Regions from separate parts of the Gasterosteus aculeatus genome. Here region 2 is linked to region 1. The links are chromatin contacts, called in public Hi-C maps. All regions are on one chromosome and are shown on one strand. Each heading gives the region's core, a stretch centred on a gene start, on an enhancer-like site or on the middle of the called end of the contact. The rest is flanking DNA. Distances are from core to core; before and after follow the strand shown. Region 1 overlaps dscamb (Down syndrome cell adhesion molecule b). Region 2 holds the start of bace2 (beta-secretase 2).

Region 1 (3,437 bases), core at 464-2,963:
GAACTGGGGAAGAAGAGAGCGGTGAAGGGCTTAGAAGAGCCGTGAGAAACATACCGGATAAGCAAGAGGTAGTTTCTTATTGTGTTATGTGTCATCACTGTGAAGCACGAGCAGATGAAATGTCTCGTTTTATACTCCTGGAAAGGGTCATGCTGTTGTGTCTGGTGACTTATCATACCATCCTCTTTAGTGCGAACGTAGATCTGCTCGCTGCGGACCCCGTCTCCAGCGTTGGTGAAGGCCAAGACCTGGATGCTGTAATTAGTGTACTTCTCCAATCCGTCCAGCTCCAGAGACGGCTGATTGGTGGTCACATTCCGGATTTCTCCCAGTTCTGACCCAGGAGAGGAGATAGGGTTAAAAGCACTCCAGTGGTATGAGGAAGCTTAGTGCGGTTATTATGAAAGTGAATATCAATAACAGTTACTTCAGCATTTAAAAGTTAGGCAGACTCCCCTCTGCGGAGTGAATTTATGTACAAAGTTACATAAGGGTGCTTCACTGCTAGTTAAGTATTTAAACAAAATTCTCCAGGGACTTTACTTTTCAACTTCCAATTTCTTCCTATCTCCACCGATGTTCAGCACCAGAAAAGCAATCTCTCAAATTGTACATTGTAAGTGCAAGTTAGGCAGTAGAATGTGCTGCAATTGCTACCACATTGGTCATTTATCAGTTTTAATCTAAAAAATGTGCTCAATGATAAAAGATTTGAATTATCCACGTTGCACCACCTCTACAACTACACCACAGCATATTACAGCAATGCCAACTACACCACAGCAGCCCCTAGTGGACCAACAGGGTGGCGCAACAAGTACACAAAAGACGTGAATAGCAGGTGTACGGTAAATGGTAAATGGACTGTACATATATAAAGCTTTTACAGTCTTCTGACCACTCAAAGAGCTTCAACCCTTCATGTCATCGTTCAGCCATGCACAGCTGCTCATACACGAGTAGTAAAACCAAATGGAGGTGTTGACGGCGGTACCTCCGTCGGGCAGGTTGGCCCAGTAGATGACTCTGTATCCCTGCAGGTTTCCATTGAGAGCCTCTCTGGGTAGAGGCATCCAGGAGAGCGAGATGACCTCGGGGGACTTCGCCACAGCCAGGACGTTTTCGGGTGGCCGGGACGGCACTATCGGGGAAACAAGGGGGAGGCTTAATGACGCCATACTGGAGTAGCAGTCTAAGGGACTCTCTTTGCAGGTTCCCTCGTTTAGTTCAACAAACGAGTTTAAAAATGAACCGATGGCAACAAATGCTACATCTGGATCATCTGCTCGGAGACATAAATCTGTTTTATTTCATGTCTGACAGTGAAACAGCACTTGCATCCTTGTCTTCTTAATACCTCTTAGAATAACCAGAGAATATATTGGTGAAAACAGATGTTCAATTCAGAAATCAATCTCCAAAATAAAAGACGGAAGAAATATTCCAAACAAATATATCAAAACTTTGTATTTAAACAAATTTGCCTACATCTCCTCTCTAATCAGAGACTGAGGCAGACCAGTACTGAAGATCTCTGGCGTCTCTTTGTCTGATGTAATTCTACCAATGTCAAGTAAAGGGGAGCCTTTCCACAAAAATATGCTGAGAGCCTGAATCTCATACAGAAATGTCCAACAGCAAGTAGTTCATCAAATAAAAGCATGTAGATAAAACAATATATGTATCACAAGATCCCCAACAGGGACACGTTGTCTCGGACACGTTTACAGTGTATATAAATGTATATATATATATATGTGTGTGTGTGTAGATATATATGTATAGATAACACATCAGATCTGCCCACGCGCCCCTCCTCACCATCCTCCAGGGTTTTGGTGACGACTTGCTGTGAGGAAGGCCCGGTGCCGGCCCTGTTGGCAGCCTGCACCACCACGCTGTACTGAGTGAACTTCTTCAGGTTGTCCAGCACGATGCTCTCCGTGGTGTCTCCTGTGGTGTCCAGGCTGATGATGATGAACTGGTGGCTGCCACCAGGGCTGTACTCCCTGTAGCCCACTTGGAAGCCGCGGATCACTCCGTTCTGCAGGTGCTTCTGGGGCGGCTGCAAGACGGGAGGAGGGCGAGAGGAAAACGGGAGTTTAAGACAAACTATTCAAACAAACATAAATCAAACATAATCATAAACATAAACAATCATGACCAACTAATTATCATTAAACTACTCAATTGTTAAATGAGAAGCAGTGGTCTGTAGTTGTACACGCGTTTGATATCTGCTGCTTCTTCTAATGATTGTTCAGCTACTAATGCTTGTTGATTTATTATTTTTTTAGATCCCAATCAGTCTTTGCAAAGTGTTTTTTAAACTTAAGGGGTTCAAATATAATAATGGAATATCAAAGCCAGTAATATTTGTAGCTTTGTAAATTAACAAAAGGCGCATGTTGAGTAGTCCAGTAGTTTCATATGTTTTCAACTGTTCATATATTCAAGAATTATGAGGCCAACCTCAGCAGAAAGAAAAGAAATCATCTCTTTGTGTTTCTGTTAGTTTTCTGTTGAAATATTTATTGCGGTATTGTTTGGACTTTACCTTCCAGGACACTTTGATGCTCTGTGGGGAGGTGGGATCCAGAGTGACATCCTGCGGCGGGCCGTCAGGAGCTGCACATAAAGCACATCAGGCATCATCCATCACGACCGCATGCCTGCATTCACAATGACCGACGCGATCCACCAGACACAGCAGACCCCTTTGTGTCCGATTCCACTAGATGGCGCTGTTGAGCTGAGCCGTTTTTTCCCTTCATGTTCTTTCCACATCAGCTTAATGATCATTTAAAAACTTTAACCTTTAAAATATTGTGAGAAATTATAGACGCTCTGGTTGATTTGAAGTTTATGACTTTGTTTTAGCAATGAATCCAGTAAAACGGGGCATTTAATGTGCTGCTATGCCTGCAGGGGATCATTATAGGCAATAGAAGGTAAGTGAACACTGATAGAGCCGACTAAAAGCAACAGTAAACTGATCTGTTTCCCCGTGTCTAAAAGATGATGGCCTCCATTTCAAACAACCATAAAATAAATTAGTGCAAGATGATTCAACAGGCTTGAGGGCCAGCAGGAAGAAATAGACACTAAAAATGAGAAGGAAGTGTCAATTATGTCCGTATTAAACTTAATCTGAGTGACAGTGAAGAGTACTTCATAGCCAAATTAAGTATTTAACTAGTGTGGTACGGAGGAAGAGTTTCATTTTGATATGCTAGGGAGAGGAATTCCAGTAGCGGTGCAGTAAGACTTCTTACCTCCTTTCTGTTCACATTGTTCAGATGGCTTTTCAGTCTTGCTGTGAATGTTATGTTCAAGTGATGCAAAACTGTAAAAAAAAAAAAGTTGGCTGAGGGTTACCTGCTTCATCAGTGGTGATGGTGAGCTCGTTGCTAGGGTTGCTGTTGCCGATGATGTTC
Region 2 (3,400 bases), core at 331-2,830, 87 kb after region 1:
ACACTGTTTTTATACTCTCAGGCTAAGGAAATATCTCACAGGGAGGAAGAAACAAGAACGGTGCTTAAATGGGTCATTCACAAGACCAAGTGCATGACAACCAGAACACTGAAAAGATTATGTTTTGCGGTCACATTCTTTCCCCATATTACTGAGGTTATTGTAACTATCGGGATTCTATAACTTCAATGAAGGAGTGAAACAGAGATGGGGATGAGGGCAACATGTGACAGCGTATGGCTGTGGGCTCATGAGGAATTCTGAGTGAGACAGTGGTTGTCTGTGTGTGAAACAGGCAGCGTGGAGAAGGCCTGTGACATTGATCTTGCCTTTCCACTGGGATCTTTTCTCTGCACTGTTGATGCAGCAAATGAGACAAAAAAAATAGAAAAATTAGTTCATTCATTTAGAAAATCAAATGCAGGAAATACCCCAAAATCTAAACAACAGCGGGTATTACGGACAAGCAGTTGTTGTTTGGGTATGCAGTAAACTAAAGAAGCAGTGGAGAAAATTCACGTGATTTCCGTTGGCATTATTTTTGGCTACTTAATTGTTTGTGAACTAAGTGACTAATTAAAGTAACAATTTTATTGGTCGGGTCTGGACAGTAAATTGTGGGCTTTAAGACCCTGCTGCATCTGTTTTTTCTTAATAATTGAACTGTGCATGTTAGCTCACGTCAGTTTGTGAAGTTAACTGAGCTTTTTGAGACTTTAAAAGGAACAGGAACAGCAATGTGACTGAATGGGCTTCAGCAGACTTAACTGTAAATATCATCGTAATGGGTTTATCTGAAATCTCATTTGACTTTAATTTGCATGGCTTCGCATTGTCTTGAAAGTTCCAAAACACAAAAAGCGTAACAGAAGAAGAAGAAGAAAAGAGCACCTATTCATCAAAAATATGCACAAGTTGATATATGAATTGTAGTATTGCATTAACACCTGTATTGTACAACACAGTTAGAGATGAAATACCGGGCTGTTTTTAAATATTCACAGCATTTAAACTGAATTTGAAAGATGTATTAACTGAGGTTCATTGTTACATTACGCCTCTGGTGTAGAATGAGCATGAAGACGTTTCCTTTTCTGTAACTGAACACATTTAAAATAGCCTTAACCATAACAAGACAACCAAGGGCTGTGTGCAAAGGATGGAGAATCTGACTGTCGATGTAAATGAGGACACATTAAGCGAAACTATATGTCTAATTCCGGTGACACTGTTATAAGAGGAGACACGCTGCTCAAGTGATAAAAACAACCTGTTCGGCGAGTTCACGTCAATTCAAGGGGTAGAGAAATGTAGTTTCGACCCGCTGGGGGGATAAAATCTGTCACCTCGCAGCCAGGAAGTGTTGAAAACAGCAGCACCAAGCCGGTAGAAAAAAGACGGACTGTTCAAACCAGTTTGAATTCAAAATAAAAGCACAAAACGGATAGCTGGCTACGTGACACAATACAAAAATGAAGCATCTTAGATTGAATGCAAAATGTTGAGGTAACATACAAGGGACGCATTTATTGTTTATTTGTCATATTTTTGGGGTAGCCATAAAAACCGCCGGGCTACTTTAGTTTGAAAGTTTACACAGCCGGAAGTCACGTCTTCTGTTGCTGCTGGCTTGATACAGTTCGCAAACTTTCGCCGATATGATCCCGAAACATCTCGGAGTCGGAGCTCGACCTGCACAGTAAAAGTTATTATATCCCCCCGTCTTACCGTGCGAGCATGTGTGCGCGTTTGACTCCTTCCTGACGGCGGCGAGGAGGAGCGTGTCCGGCATGTCCGTTACCGCCGCGGAGGCGTTTCCATGGTGGCCGAACTGAAAACTTTCAGGGAGCAAACTTCGAGCCAGTGACTCTTACGCGTCTTTTCAACGGTCAAGACCGCCGCTTAAAGTCAACCGACGTCAGACGCGAGCCACCGCCATGGCCCGCGCCGCCGCCGCCGCCGTCTCCACGCGTGCTTTCGTTTTCAGCGTGTTCCTCGGCGTGTCGCAGTGCTACTTTACCGTGCCGCTGAAGATATCCACCGGGAGCTACAACGTCTCCTCGGACGTCGGCGTGACCCGGCGGGTGGTGCTAACGGCTGATGGAGACGGCCTCTCCCTGGCCTCGGACCCGAGCGGCGCCGTCAACTTTCTGGACATGGTGAATAACTTGCAAGGGGACTATGGAAGAGGCTACTACATAGAAATGTCCATCGGTACACCTGGTCAGAAGGTAACGACTTCACAAACTCTTTTATTTGTTAATTTGATGGTTTTTTTTATTGACACGTTTTTTTTTTTGCACAGGCGGTTTTTATTTTCGCTTTGATTAGAAAAAAAAACTAAATGTACCCCTTTTGTATTTGATCCACCTACCAACTCTCATTGTGATTACTCATGGTCATGTGTTCTACTCACTAAACCGTGTGTGCCTTTTTGAGTGTGTGTGTGTTTGCACAATGTGATCCAACTACTCGTGCAGTATTTAATATTTCCATAACCATGATGATAGTTTCATAGGAGAAAAGAGAATGACTTTGGCGTAGGGGAGATGAGGGCATATTTGTGCTTTTAACATAAACCCGGCTGTGTGTGGGGGGGCTTTAGCTTCCTTTGGGTCTGAAGGTGGACTAAAGCCCCTCTCACATGCACTCACATGATGCTGCCTGGGAGGACCACTCTCTCCCTCACCGAGCAGCTGATGGGGATTATGAGGCTCCCCGGGAGCACAGAGCACCACCAGCCCTGCAGGTACATTTGCTGCTTCGTTTCTTTTGGTTGCACGGAAGTAGGCCTGTGTGTGTGTGTGCGCAACGTGTCGTTTTTAATACTGCTTGTTATGCAAAGTGCCTAACGCGATCATGTTAATGATTAAGTGAAACTAAATTGCCCAACTCTCCAGTCACTGTTTAAAAATACATGAGCCATCGGGGTGTTGTAGGTTTAAGGCCGGGGCTCTGCCGCTGCGTCTGTAAGACGATGGGTTTGAAATGGAGCTTAATCCGAAGGTGAATTATCTCATTAGGGACTTGACCTGTTGTTCCTGGGCATATCAAGTTAAACAGATCAGAGATTGTGACACTCCTGGGTGTGCACAGCTCAGATCCTCTGGCTCACAGGGGCTTATCGGGGCTACCTGCCATGTCGCCGCCCCGTGTCCACCTGTGAGAGGGTAGTGCACTACCACAAACCGGTTTCCACAAACCATGTACTTTTTGTTTAGGGTTAGCGCTGTTATTGCTGTGCAACATCCTCGACCTGCACAGAGAACAACTAGTACACTAAGCTATGCGTTCCCTTCCACCAGGCACGGGCGTGTTTCCTCATCAGTAATCAATCATTCGGTACAACCCCATGACTGAAATGGATTACAACTGATTTTAAAACATTATCATCAGACTA

Evidence for each region. A called contact is a pair of places that touch in the nucleus more often than the background predicts.
Region 2: a contact with region 1 is called in a Hi-C map of skeletal muscle, with 10 times the contacts expected there. The contact joins the promoter of bace2 here to the enhancer-like site in region 1. A contact is called at or near these places in 3 of 6 Hi-C or Micro-C datasets (skeletal muscle and whole body).

What each region holds. Positions count from the first base shown.
Region 1 is chr1:5,143,283-5,146,719 of fGasAcu3.hap1.1, forward strand. dscamb (Down syndrome cell adhesion molecule b) reads right to left here. Exons shown (of 33, transcript XM_040181326.2): 15 at 3,379-3,437; 16 at 2,558-2,628; 17 at 1,822-2,065; 18 at 995-1,141; 19 at 179-334; 20 at 1-3. Among protein-coding and RNA genes, the nearest start is that of pcp4b, 48 kb to the left of the region's middle. Within about 2 kb of position 1,714, at least 3 of the 9 cell types and tissues checked have open chromatin away from gene starts, as enhancers often do.
Region 2 is chr1:5,230,867-5,234,266 of fGasAcu3.hap1.1, forward strand. It overlaps bace2 (beta-secretase 2), which reads left to right and starts at 1,581. Exons shown (of 9, transcript XM_040187203.2): 1 at 1,581-2,231. The coding sequence starts at 1,938.